Linked DNA regions of Oryzias latipes: region 1 is linked to region 2. A link is a contact called in public Hi-C data. All regions are on one chromosome and are shown on one strand. The core of a region is the stretch at or near the end of the contact, and the rest is flanking DNA. Distances in the headings are between cores, read along the strand shown.

Region 1 (3,399 bases), core at 252-2,751, 180 kb after region 2:
CCCCCTGAATGAAGTGCAGCAAAGGTAAACGAACAAGCGGGAGGAAGGTGTGAAAGGTTGTGTGGATTCCTCTGAGCTTTGGCCTCCTTCACGCTGCTCTAATGACACGTTTAGGGCCTTTTGTCGGCTTGCAGGTAAAGGGGACGGCCTGTAATTGAGGTCACGCCTTTCAACATTGCCCCGACTCGCTCATCAAAGCACTTGCACTGAGTTTCTGCATTTAAATCCAACAGCGGGCCCATCTGGTTATCCACTAATCAGAGTGAAAATGCCAGGATTTGCAGATAAAGGAGGACCGTTTGGGAACAGCTTATCTGGGGATACGGATCCCTCCATCCTCTGTGGCATCTCCTGCTATCTGTTTGGTCGTCTTCCATTTGGTGACTTTTCTTCCCTCCCCCCCCGCCCCGTAAACGAGCGACATCCTCACGGCAAACAGCGGAAGGCCGTCAGAGAGACGACAACACCTGCACCGAGGCCGGGCTGCCAAAAGAGGAAGAGGATGAAGGAAATTCTCCGACAAAAGCAGCAGCAGCCCCTGAGCCGTTGGTGTGGAGAGACGAGGAGCGCTGATACCATAAGCTGCCTCCTCTTTGCACTCCGTTCGGCCCATTGTTGCTCTTGGACAAATTTGCTCTGGGCTACAAGGACCCCACCCACATGAATTCCTCCTTTCTCTTCACATTCACCAGGTTTTCTTTTCTGCTTATTTGCTTCTTTTTTTTTTTCCTCACTCCAACCCAACAGATCGTTTGAATTAATCCTGAATTTATTTGGGCTTTAAGACACACAAAAAATAAAAAAAACAGAATCAAATGTTTCTGTTCTTTTTTTTCTTTTTGTCAGGAGATCAAAGGTCAAAGTTCAGAAAAGGAGCTGTAAATATCACCTGATGAGGAGAAGACACTTCTTTTTATGTAAGACTTAAAATCAGAACACAACTTTTGACAAAACCTGTTAGGAAAAACTTACATTGCCATAAAGAAAACTTTAATTTCAACATCATCAATTCGAAATTGTGGCTTTCATATTTTTTCAAACTTAGTTTTTATTCACTGTATAAACATACAGAGGTTTGGATCACAAAATGCATAGAAAACAAAAAAAAAAGTTACATGATGTCTTTTTTATGTAAAATACTAACAAACAACCAAATAGATAAATTAATACTTGATGTGTGAATCATCCTTGAAAAATATCTGAGAAAATTAGAACTTTAAGATTTCAAGAATAAAACACAAACATTGACATTTTTTTTCCTTTTTGGGGGGTAAATATATGTCAGTTAACACTTGTGCTATCTTAGATGACCCCACCCTTGCATTGACGTGTTGTCCCTACCATGACAAAGGTGGAAAGATTGCTTGTAATCCATGGACACCAGTGAAGATCACAAATCATTGAAGAAAAAAGGTTCAGAGCACTGTTTAGTGGGTCTAGATGACCCAACTCCCAATGTTAAAGTGCCTAGGATAGCACAAGGGTTACACTGATATCTGGCTAAATTTGTAAAGAAAATAGAAACAGAAATGTAATTTTTCTTGCTTTAACAGATTTTTTTTCTTCTGTAAGACAAAAATATTCATTCAAAAATCCAAACGAAAATCCCTGATTTTTTAGGAGAATTATTTTCTTATACGTTAATTAAAAAACTGCACATACTGGATATGTATTGAAATATATTTAAAAGCTGGCAGCTGAAATCACATTAGAACATCATTTTTTGTTTTCTTTAACTGTTTTACTCTAAAATCTACAAAAAAAAAAAAAAAGAAATAGAAGAAAACCAGTAAACACCGAGGCTTTGGACATTCAGCTGTCAGAACTTGTTTCTGTGTCAAATTACATTAGTAATTTTTTTATTTTTTCCAAAGTTTAATCTTAGAACAAACAAACAAACAAAAACACATTTTAAGTCCAACACCCTTTTATAAAATAACTCATTTGAAGATTTTATTTAAAGTCTGTTGCTTGACCTGCACATCTTTTAGCAAAATGGAGCAAAAAGAGTAGAAAATAAAGTCAAAATACATAATAAAGCAACATTCTTGATGGCAATTAGCTAATTCTGACAGATTCTTCAGGTATTTCTGCATTTACGGCAACAATACTGAACATAAAACGGCATCTGCGCAGATCCATAACTTATTTTTTTTTGGAAACTTTAAAAACTAATAAAACAAAAAATAATAATTCATGAAAGATTTACAAAGTACAAAACCATTTAAGCAAATGTCAAACTAGTTTATCCTACATGTGTGAAAGACGTTAATAACCTCGTAATTTGATGAGTCACCACACCATGACTCTGCTGCTTTTTAACTGGTTTTCTGCAGCTGTTCATAAAAAGCTGCTCCTGCGTCCAGACCTGAACCAGGCCTCCTCTGAAGGACAGGACGGGGGGGACGCGCGCGCAAGAATAATCCTCTCTTATCTGTGACCCACTGGCGCGCGCATCTGTTATCGCGCAATTATCATATACATTAGTCAACACTTGCTTCACTTCACCTCGTTTAATTAGAGCCATTTGATTACTCTGAATTGCGCGCTTTGTTGCGGCCTTGGTTTGGGATGCGTTAACGGAGCAGAAATCCCTGCAGGAAATCCGGAATCAGCAAAACTTTTCGGGAGGTTTTTACGCGTGCGTGAAACTCGCTTTCACGCATAATTTCGTGACTGTGATGCGTTTCATCATTGCGTTCTATCATTTTGGCAGAAAATGCATGAGATGCATGAATGTCAGTCATGGCAATGGGAGTCTACGTGGGAGGGATCTGATGTTTGGCTGCTTTTCCGCAGATTTCTCTGCAGGTTTTGACGCAAAAAGTGTCAGAAAATTGAGATCAAACGAACAGGAAACCCAATTATACATGTTTCAAAACGTGCGAAAAACCAACCAAACCAATGCGCAGTCCCCTAACTTCATTTGGGTGTTTGTATATTCCACTCACAGAAGTCTGTGATGATCTCAGAACATTTGCGAACTTTTACGCATTTGCTAAAAGTTTACAAAGATCCAAGATGGTTCGCAGGTTTCGGTTGCGCCTCCAAAGGTTTTGCTTTCAGTCCAGAGTTGGAGGAGAAACTCTCATTTCCAAGAGAAGCGCACTAAAAGGAACAGCGAGGAGCGTCTTTGATGGGATTTGCTGCCTGTGAAAGCCGCAGGTCTTTTGAACGCAGCTGACAGTCAATGGTGTTAACCCCCCCACCCCCACCCCCACCCCACCCGATGAGCCCCCACCCGCGCGCACACATGTGCGAGCAGCTGGGTGTATAAAAACAGGCCCTGGAGGTTGGGGTTCGCCAATTTGGAAGTTGCTGGGACGCTCGGAAGGATGCCCGCGTCGCAGGTCGGATTTGGAAACTTTTTCCTGGATAGGAGTGTCAACATGCCGAGCG
Region 2 (2,997 bases), core at 175-2,674:
TAAAGATTTTCTTTTATAATGCCTCATTTTTTATCATTTTCCCACACACACAAAAAAAAGCTGAACGATAGATGTTTCCATTAATAACTCATTAACTTTGATGAAGAATTCAGGGTTTTTTCTTAAGTGACAGTAGAAATTTGTATTTTGACTTTTGCGCCTAAATATCTTTTCTATTATCATTTGAATTTTATGGTCTTTTAAGCGTAATTATTGAAGAAAAATGCTATAAATGTTATCAAATTACTATATATTTAAGGGAAAAAAAGTTCTTTAGTCCTAATAAAAACAGTAAATGTGTTTTTAAATAAAGTTAAATTTGAATACAAAATGGTATTTTTGCATTTCATAATTCTGAATTTTTTAGGACAGCTTTCTCTACAATAAGTAGTCCCTCTTAAAATAAACAATTTCTAAAATTATATGTTGAAGCTGCAAAGATATTTTTGAAGAAAATATTTTCATTTTTATCTTCCAATTGGGAAAAATCAATGTATTGAAATAACTAAATTTTTAAAGAGAGTCTTGCCAACAGAATAAATGTATATTTTTAACATTGGATGATTAGGTCCTGACATTTTTGTGAGCGATTCCCCAGCTCCCCAAGTACGCACCTCCACGTTTATTTTCGTTCGAGGATCTTTAAAGACGCTCCCTAAGCCAGCCGCGCCGGGAAATCTGCGCCTCATCAGAAGGTCTGCAGGACATCTATTTAACTAGAACCTGGAGACAAACCGCGTCCAGTCAAGCTGCCAGGCGCATATAAATGTAAAACACAAAAATAACGCATCGTCCGTATTGTTTTCGTTTCGTGAAGGCCCCAAAAGCAGCAGAAGGAAGAGGATGTGACGCCGCTCACATTTAACTCCGGGAAAGGTTGCTGTTGTCCCACAATAAACTTTAGTTTTCCAAAATTCTGTTTGACTATCGAACTAAATAACTATTTATATTTTATATTTTTATATTGTTCGTTAAGTAACATCGTTTTTTTTAACTGATTTTTTATGAAAAACGGATGCGTCACATAAAAACAATATCACTCTTGGACAGTTGCTGCCGGCCATTTTTTTACCCCAAGATAACTGGGAAATTGGACCAGTCGCAAACACACTTTTTAACAACCCGTTTTAACTCTATCTCTGTTTATAATATATAGAGTTAAATTAAAGAAATTGACTGATAAATAAACTGATAAATATTTGTATTAATTAATGGAAGACACTAAGCAAAAATGGGAAATTAATAGTTGACACAGCACAGATACAAAAACGCATGGAAGAGTATTTTAATAATTTTTTTTAACTATTGTTTTTTTTTGTTCAAAATGTTTATGTAGTTGGTCAAAATGTAAACACAATTTTTTTAAGTTAAAGGGGAAAAAACAGTACATCGCGGATTTTCGTTGCCTAACAACGTGACAGCCAATCACATCCCGACCTTCGTTTGATTGATCCAACCCACGAAAAGCCCGTTGGTTCACACGCGTCTGCTAGCATGCTAGTAGCATTGCTTGCACAAATGAGCCTCTTCTTTGATATGAGGTAATCAGTTTTACTACCTACCTGGCTAATACAGCGGCAGTTGGAGCTCTTTACAGCTGCGCCTCGGGTTTTCTTTCTAAGAGGTAAGCATTTCCCATCATTCTGAAATAGGTAGGCTAGCAGCTAATGCTAACACGGGAAAAACCTGTATTGGTACGCTAGCCATTTAAATTAATTTGTTATTTCAAAAATAGTTTTGTCATAATACTGTTGTAAAATCGTGTTTCTTCTTAACAAACACAAAGCTATTGCTTTCCTTCTGAGTTTGTAGCCGAGTGTAGCTTTGGCTAACTATTCAGTTTCCTGTGTCGCCTCCTGCTTCAGTGAGTCTTCTCCTCCTTTTTGTCCCCATCTTTGATTAGGTGATCATGAAGGTGAACAAACAAGCGCAGGTCAAAGGGAAATCTCAGAAGTGGAAAGACGTGAGGAGCAAAAGATGCAGACCCTCCATCAAGTCCTCTGATCTGAACTCCAGCCCCGTCATGGTCAGGGTGGTAAAGGAGCATCAGGTCTCTGCCAAGAAAAAGCCGTCTGTGAAGAGGCTAAAAAATAAAGCAAAAACGGTCTCTGACCACAACAAGAGCAAGCCTTCGGAGTCTGGAGTTAGGAAAACGAACCCTCAGACTAACGGAAGCTCCATGTTCACTTTGGATGAGGAGGTAGAGGACCTGCAACAGTTGAAGGAGTATTCCCAGATAATTCACAGAAATGGATTGCAGACCACAGGGGAGACGTGGGATGTCAAGTTTGGTAGACTGGAAGGAGAGGCTCTCCATCACTGTGCACAGAGAGATGATCGACAGAACCATGCTGTGCTGGTCATGCAGCAAGATCAAGTAGGTTTAGCATGCTAACTAACCGAGTAAACTTATAAAGCTTTTGTGATTTACATTATGGTTTAATTTTTTTTAGACCTTATGTTTCAGAGGGAAGTGCTTTTTGACTTGTCTCTATGGCCGTGTGGAAGTGATGGGATTCACTATCGAAGAGGGCCAGAAGTCCTACCCTGTCTACTCCCCGGCGTCGCACTGTCCCCTCACCATCAGGGCTCTGGAAACCTCACACTTCCACCGAAATGACCGAACAGAGGCGTCGCAGATTCTACAAAAGTACCTTCCACCGGGTATGGAACTCAAAGAAAGTTTTAACAATCGAAAAGAAAAGAAAAATCTTCAGCTTTTTATTCATCAAAGTGCTCTTTGCCTGCAGCATCACGGAAGAAGTTGCTGAAGAAGATAATGCTGGCATCCTCGGTCATCCTGCTTGAGCCCATGGAGACGCCTTTGACCCGCTTTCTGTCCAGCTTCACTCATCTGAGCGAGCTGTTCAGCCCCCCAGCGGTAAGCCTAAGAATTCCCTCTCAGCTTTTTACATTTTAATCATCAAACGTATTTGCTCAATCCTTTAAAGGCCCAATCGATCATCCTTTGATCTAGTGTAAAAGCGTTCCCAGTGG

Evidence for each region. A called contact is a pair of places that touch in the nucleus more often than the background predicts.
Region 1: a Hi-C map of gastrula embryo shows a contact between it and region 2, with 2.7 times the contacts expected there. The contact joins the promoter of LOC101160967 here to the promoter of nol9 in region 2. A contact is called at or near these places in 3 of 5 Hi-C or Micro-C datasets (embryo, fibroblasts and gastrula embryo).

The regions. Positions count from the first base shown.
Region 1 is chr7:24,410,260-24,413,658 of ASM223467v1, forward strand. LOC101160967 (iroquois-class homeodomain protein IRX-1-like) reads left to right here and starts at 1,502. Exons shown (of 2, transcript XM_023956887.1): 1 at 1,502-3,399. The coding sequence starts at 3,336.
Region 2 is chr7:24,226,929-24,229,925 of ASM223467v1, forward strand. nol9 (polynucleotide 5'-hydroxyl-kinase NOL9) reads left to right here and starts at 1,425. Exons shown (of 13, transcript XM_004086291.3): 1 at 1,425-1,624; 2 at 1,904-2,377; 3 at 2,454-2,664; 4 at 2,751-2,881. The coding sequence starts at 1,910. It overlaps LOC101161711 (telomere zinc finger-associated protein), which reads right to left and starts at 872. Exons shown (of 11, transcript XM_004086297.4): 1 at 615-872.